2 separate regions of the Mus musculus genome follow, and region 1 is linked to region 2. Evidence: chromatin contacts called from public Hi-C data. All regions are on one chromosome and are shown on one strand. The core of a region is the stretch at or near the end of the contact, and the rest is flanking DNA. Distances in the headings are between cores, read along the strand shown.

What was found. Hi-C and Micro-C count contacts between places; a contact is called where the count stands out from the background.
Region 1: a contact with region 2 is called in a Hi-C map of uterus, with 2.1 times the contacts expected there. The contact joins the enhancer-like site here to the promoter of C1galt1c1 in region 2. A contact is called at or near these places in 1 of 39 promoter capture datasets (cranial neural crest), 2 of 484 Hi-C or Micro-C datasets (cortical neurons and uterus) and 2 of 9 other capture datasets (adipose tissue and pancreatic islet).

What each region holds. Positions count from the first base shown.
Region 1 is chrX:38,733,737-38,737,454 of GRCm38.p6, reverse strand. No RefSeq gene overlaps it. Among named protein-coding and RNA genes, the nearest start is that of 6030498E09Rik, 37 kb to the left of the region's middle. Within about 2 kb of position 1,749, at least 33 of the 459 cell types and tissues checked have an H3K27ac peak or open chromatin away from gene starts, as enhancers often do. A contact at or near this core is called in cortical neurons, where this site is marked.
Region 2 is chrX:38,633,615-38,637,143 of GRCm38.p6, reverse strand. C1galt1c1 (C1GALT1-specific chaperone 1) reads left to right here and starts at 2,001. Exons shown (of 2, transcript NM_021550.3): 1 at 2,001-2,166. It overlaps Gm52440 (a long non-coding RNA gene), which reads right to left and starts at 1,856. Exons shown (of 2, transcript XR_003953098.1): 1 at 1,715-1,856. It also overlaps the pseudogene Gm18436.

The DNA.
Region 1 (3,718 bases), core at 500-2,999, 100 kb before region 2:
GCCATGCCTAAAATGCCTGTGTCTCCTTGGGGTTATCTTGGGTCTAGGGGCTGGCTTTTCTGTTTAGAAGCTAAAAAAAAAAAAAAAAAAAAAACCCTGTATTTTGTCAACCTGCATTGAGGAGGGTGGATTTTTCTGAGAAATTAACTCCTACCCAGCAAACTCATAGGCAATAACTCTAGATAACTGTGCACCCACGTAACTAACTCCCTGGTGTGGCTAACTTGCTGGTGCTGTCATAGTGACAGAAGAGGGGGCCAGCCAGAGATGGAACACCGGATGCACAGATTTTTAACTTAGAGGGAAGAAGGGGTTTTTCGGGCAATCTGAACAGGGGCACTGCTCACATAGGCCCTTCCTGGGCATCTGTGCATGTTGTAAACATCTGTAACCACTATAGGAAACATTCTGCTTTGCCCAGGTTTTCAGCACTGTTTTGAACAAGTGTTTAACTGTGGCAAAGCACCTGCTGGTTAGGGGGAAGGAAAGATGCATCAACTAAAGAACTTTACATTGATAAGAAGAAGCAGAGTGAGAGTTTGCTTTGAGTGAGATGAAAAAGCTTTCTATGTTATATCTTGGGTATTCTAAGTATCTGGGCTAATATCCACTTATCAGTGAGTACATATCATGTGAGTTCTTTTGTGATTGGGTTACCTCACTTAGGATGATGCCCTCCAGGTCCATCCATTTGCCTAGGAATTTCATAAATTCAATTTGTGAAACTCATGAAACTCAAGAAGAACAAAGACCAAAGTGTGGACACTTTGCTCCTTCTTAGAATTGGGAACAAAACACCAATGGAAGGAGTTACAGAGACAAAGTTGGGAGCTGAGATGAAAGGACGGACCATCTAGAGACTGCCATATCTAGGGATCCACCCCATAGTCAGCTTCCAAACGCTGACACCATTGCATACACTAGCAAGATTTTGCTGAAAGGACCCAGATATGGCTGTCTCTTGTGAGACTAGGCCGGGGCCTGGCAAACACAGAAGTGGATGCTCATAGTCAGCTATTGGATGGATCACAGGCCCCCCAATGGAGGAGCTAGAGAAAGTACCCAAGGAGCTAAAGGGGTCTGCAACCCTGTAGGTGGAACAACAATATGAACTAACCAGTACCCCGGAGCTCTTGTCTCTAGCTGCATATGTATCAAAAGATGGCCTGGTCGGCCATCAGAGGAAAGAGAGGCCCATTGGTCATGCAACCTTTATATGCCTCTCAGTATAGGGGAACGCCAGGGCCAAGAAGTGGGAGTGGGGGGAGGGGAGTGGGGGTGAGGGTATGGGGAACTTTTGGGATAGCACTGGAAATGTAAATGAAGAAAATACCTAATTAAAAAAATACGAGTTAAAAACAAAAAAGAAAAAGCTTTCTATGGACTTGAGCAAGGGAGTGGCGGGATCTGACTTACAAAGAATCCTCTACTATGGGAAGGATAGACTTTAGACAGGCAAGGGTGGAAGCAGAGATATGACATACACATATCCTCTCACTCAATCCTCCTAATAGTCTGTGTTGAAGATATTATTTACTCCAGCCTGTAAGGAAAAAGCACAAGCTCAGAGATATGAAATAGGTTGCCTGTGAACACCGAGTCAATAAACAGTTAAATCAGGGAAAGAATTAGATATTTGGGACCCATGCTTTAACCCAGGTGTCCTCAGACTTTCTTGTACACCAGAGTGACATGATGAATTTGTTTGTGCTGCTAGAATCTTAGCCAAGCCTTGCTCTAAGATCTTGATTGAAAGCATGTGGCTCTGAGCCTAGTAATCAGCAAGCTACAAGCCCCACTGTCAGACTGCATGGTGCTGAGGGTGAAAATGACGGTTTGCAGGGATTCAGAGTTCTTTTTGTGTGACATCCTTGGGCAAGGAAGCTGCCTCCTTCCTCCTCACAGGACACTCAGACTAGACTTAAAAGAAGCGCTGGCCTTGATTCTCTCCTGCTCTTTGATCCTCTTCTGCTTGCTAAAGCTGCTTGGTGAGTTCAAAAGCCCTTCGCAGTGAGGTCAGATCAGGAGAAACTACACAGATGTCTTTCAGTGAGGCACCTATAGCAGCTGCCTTGCATCTCAAAGGAAGAACATGAGTTCTCCCCCAACATGAGACTCCCACATTTGGCAGGAGTAACAAAGCAGCTCTTCCCCGTGAGTACCTTCACAAAGAAAGCATTATCACTGAAGCAAGCTATCTGGGGGGTGAAGGAAAGGCAGCCCTCTGAGGTAGAGTGGACATGCCTAATTGCTTATTATAAGGTATTGGCTTCGCCAATTTTCCATTTTGTCATCCCGGCTGTGACGCATATACCAGTTCCGTATAAAACATGAATCTGGCCTTCTGCCATCCCAGGAGGACTCAAGGACAAGGAAAATTGATGCAGGAATGCTGACATTCGGGTCTGTGAGTAATACAGTGTGATGCAGGAGCCTTCCGTTTTCTTCCACAGCGACAGGCTAGGTTATTAGCTTGCAAGTAGGGTAAAATCAAATCCTAAACCAGACAGAAACAGCAGTCTTTTCAGACGCTGATGCTCTGCATATGGTTTTAGATACTGAACAGATAACAGCAGGGAACACAGCAGAAAAAAGTCTCTTTCTCATGAGGTACATGGTAACTGGAGTCAGGAAAGGGCCCAAATAAACAAGATGGCCAGAGGTAATGATGAGCATTGTGAAGGAAACCAGCAGGGGTAAATGTCCTCATCTGTAAAATGGGGTTGTGGTAAATGTCTATCTCATTGGCAGTCTCCAAGGAATATGGTCTTTTGTTATTATTTTTCCTTCTTTTTCTACCATGGAAACGAAGAGGGGAAAGTGGTTTCCTGGTGTTCTTTGTGAGGGCTGACATAGGACAGAGCAGCAAAAGAGAACAGAAGGGGCTCCCTGCAGCCCCTGTGAGGATGGGGTTCAGCAACAGCATCCCTCCCTAAGCAGACCTCGGGCAGCACGATGATTTCTGAGAAAAAACCTTGGAATGGGGAGTTGGAAATATAACAAGTGAAATAAAAATATAACAAATAAAAAAGTAACTTGAAATTGCAGCCAGTGTATGAATCTTTAGTGTAGCCCTTCTGCTGGTGGGGGAAGCTTCCACAGAAAATACATCTCTCCTGAATGGTTCTGGCCACACTGGCCCTAGGAACTCCTTTTTCCCTCTCCCCAGTTTGCTGCCCAGGACCTGCCTTGCTGAGGCCAGTCAGGCAGAGCAGACCTAATGTGTACCATCAACGCAGAACCACGGAGTCCTCACAAACCTCTGTCCTTTCCTCCCCCACTTATACCACCACTCCAGAGCTGCTCCTTCCTGCTGCAGTGCCAGCCTACCATCAGCAACAAAGCCCACCTCACCAAGCTTCACCATCATCTGTGTCCACATGAAGTGCTCCAACAAGCTCCAATCCAGTCTGAGTGCAGCGGACAGTTAACAAATGGAGGTTACCGCCGTGCAAAAGGCTGTAGTCCTATTTTCCTTTCAGAGCCATCATGGGAGAAACTATTTCAAGGACCCATTTTGTACTGAGTGCATCTCTCCCCTTCAATAACTCTCCCAGCCATCTCCCTAATAGCTCTATCTCCCTAGCAAACAAGTAGCTGGCCTCCAATTACTGTGACCCATTTGCTGGCACAGCGCGTGTATGTTCAAGTGAAGGCTAGCAATCAAGTGGCTAATTCACAATAATGATGGGATGGGATATTTCATGCCTTTTGGACA
Region 2 (3,529 bases), core at 752-3,251:
CCAGTTTAGGAAATCTATGAGAAAGCATTGGAAATGAATAGATGAAAATTGAATTCACTGGCCGGGCTTCATTCAACACAAATGTAAATAGAGATTTGGCAAAAATAACCCAGTACCTAATTCAAATGAGAAAACTTTCACTGTAATGGAGGACAGCTGATCCTTTGAGTAAGAGGGCAAAAAAAAAAAAAAGGAAAAAAAAAGGAAAAAGGAAGAAGAGAAGAGAGGGGAGAGGCACTGATATTCACAGTGCCACTGAGAAGGGATTACTGGAGAGACTGAAACAAAGTAGTCCAACAGTGTTCCCATTCATGACTTTCACAAGTCTCTGGAGAAACAGAAGGCAGATGCTGAGGGAAAAGATGAGGAAGATGTGGGCCAAAGAGTTTGTGGAAGAATATGAGGTGGTGTTTGGTTTTTTTGTTTGTTTGTTTGTTTGTGATATGGATAAATTGGATGCCAGCCGTGAAGAGGAAAAAGGAAAGGCACTTAATGCATAGCACAAAGACAAAGCCCTCTTCAAAGGCCTGCTGCAGAAAAACCAGGCCCGTGTAGAATATGTGCAGGACACAGACAGAACCACTCCATTTGTCTTTGCCTTGTAAACAGCACTGAACACTGGGAATGTGTTTAGCTCAAACACAAACATGCCACCCCCCAAAAAAAGAAAAGCAAGGTTTGTCAGGAATATGACACCCCGATTAAGATACTACTGCCAGAATAGTAATTTCTTGCAATCTAGATGTCATTACAAGACTTCCTGAACTTTCCATTGTACTTAAGGCATTGCCAGTCACCACTCAAATGTATGAGTTTCCAGGAATTCAGGCCCAAGTCACTTCTCGGTGTTCCCCGAACCAAATCTAGTGACAGAACCTTTTGAATAGCTATAAGGCTGGCCTTTAACTGCTAGTCCTTCTACCTTGGCCTCCCTAGTGTTGGCATTACAAGTGTGACCGAATAGCACCAGCTACAAAAGAGCACTTCAAGAGACTAGGTATGCCGGCTAGTGGTGGTGCATGCCTTTAACCCCAGCACTTTGGAGGCAGAGGCAGGTGGATTTCCGAGTTTGAGGCCAGCCTGGTCTACAGAATAATAATTTCTGTTAATAATAATAATAATAATGTGAGTTCCAGGACAGCCAGGGCTATACAGAGAAATCCTGTCTCGAAAAAACAAAAAACAAAACAAACAAAAAAAATGAGACTAGGTATTTATTGGGGGGTTCTGTAGTCCTACTTTGACCTGGAGTCTACACTCAACTCTGCATTTGACTTATTGGCTAGCCCTTTGAAAGCACCCCTTATCCTGTACTGGGCTTGGTTCTCCATCTGTATTTCTAACACTCATTAACTCCTCAAATATTTGCTTATTGCATCCTGGCACTATCTGCTAGCAATACAGGGTGGAATACACAGAACCAACATTTACTGAATGCTTACTTTACACTTCACCTTTTGCTAGGGGAGTTATGTACACTAACTGATAACCTGTGAGATATTTTCCAAACACAACAAAGGAAGGAACAGAGGCAGCGTGAAAATGAAGTCACTTCTCCAGGATAGCAAAGCACTTGGCTGAAGGATCACTTCTAGGCTATGTGGCTTCGAAACCTACCACCCGTGTAACCACAGCCAATTCTTGCTCCCCAAAGCGATGACAATTTCAATGACTTGCATTTTGGTTCCAGGCCAGGAATACTGGGAGGAATTACCTTCTTGTCACCACAAGGGTACCAACACATTAGAGTAGGTTAGAGGAATGATCTAGAAATCTACATCAGGTAAGCAGCAGCTCTCTTCCGCACTCCGGCAGTTTCCACGCCCGTAGGCAGACCGAGGAAGGGAGCGTGGGCGGGCCTTAAAACACGCACGCCCCTCGGGGCATCCCATTGGGTACAGCTGAGCATGTCGGGGCGGGCCCTTTCCGAGTCTCACGGAGCCCGCCCCCCACGCCGTTCCCAGCTCTCGCCCCGCCCCACCCCGCCCCGCCCCGCCCCCACCCTCGTCAGCTTCCTCTGTTGCTCCGTCATTAATGACACCAACGAGAGGATACCGCCTGCGTCTAGAGCAGCCTGGTTCCGAGCGTAACAGAGTGGGCCTTGGACCTCTCACGTCCAAGCCTCGTGAGGCAGCGCTTTCCTGCCCTGGAGCCGTTCTAGATGCGGTGAGTGCCAAAACCTCGGCCCCCACTTCAAGCACAACCCAGAGCTACTGCTTCCCTCCCTCCCCTGGGAAGGCCAGGGCCCTAGCCTGGGCCCTAGCCCGTTCCCAGCATGCTCCACTAGGGATGCCTTGGCAGGTGCGGCGGGAGGACCCAGCGGGAGTGGGGAAAGCAGCCTTCCGAGAGCTTCTCCCTTGGCCCTTCAGTGGGACACTGATATCCATCCTGGTACCCAGTCTCCATTTTGATCTCCATCCACTTTCTCCTTCTAAAAACAGAAAAAGAAAGAAAGTTTGTCGCAAAAACATACTTTCTGCTTTCTCTTGTGTGTGCGTTTTAAGTTCCCTCCTCTGTACAAAAATATCCCATCGTGCGGATTGTTGGTGTTACTTTTTTTTTTTTAATTCCTCAGCGGAGAAAAAAAAATGTTAGGATAATTTGTACAAATAATTTTGTGTAGAATTAGTAGACGTTTTGAGTTTTAATAGTATTTTTGCCGTTAGGAGGAAAAATTCTGGAAATTTTTGACACAAAATCATATGAAGGTACTTGTCTGGATTGTTGAGTATTGGCCAGAAATAATGATCATGTGATAAGAACTGCAATTATAACAAGTAATATAAAGGTGAACTTTACAATGCTGTTTTGAGGCATAGCTTTTCTGTTCTTTCTCCTTTCCTATGGGAAGTGTTTATTGACCAAGTTCTCTGGATTACAGAGGGAAACTACCATCTTGCCTTCCCCCACCCACTTCCCCACACACTCTTAGAAACTGCACCTGTCCTTCAAACAGCTGTCTTTGTGGTAAAAGTCAAAGTTCATTTCTTTTATAAGAAAACAATAGGAGCCAGAAGTGTTGCCACACACAAGTAATACCAGCACATGGACAAATGAAACGAGAGGATCACAAGTTCAAGATCAGCTGGAGATACATAGTGAAACCCTATCTCACATCTTAGAAAAGGGGACAGGAAGGGGGGAGACAGGGTCAGTGTAGTATCCTTGTAGCATTATGGGAAAATTTGGTGCAAGCATCAATTATGTTTACTAGATCCACATGTCGCGTTTATAGGTCACTTCTACCACTGATAGCCTTTGTGACTTTAGATCAGCTATTTAACCTTTATGGTTCTCCATTTCCCCATTTAAAAGAAGTCTTTGTGTGACACTAGAGGGGGTCCCAGCGTTGAGTATTAAGGTCAGATGGGGCAGACATTTGGTAGCCTGCTCTATCACTCTCCCCTTTATTCTTCCTGAACCAGGAAATATGTTGAAGGCCAGCAGGCCCCAATGAGCTCCTGCCTCCAACCCCACAGTGCTGGGGTTAGACATGGCTTCCTGCCTTGCCCAGCTTTTTATATGGGCA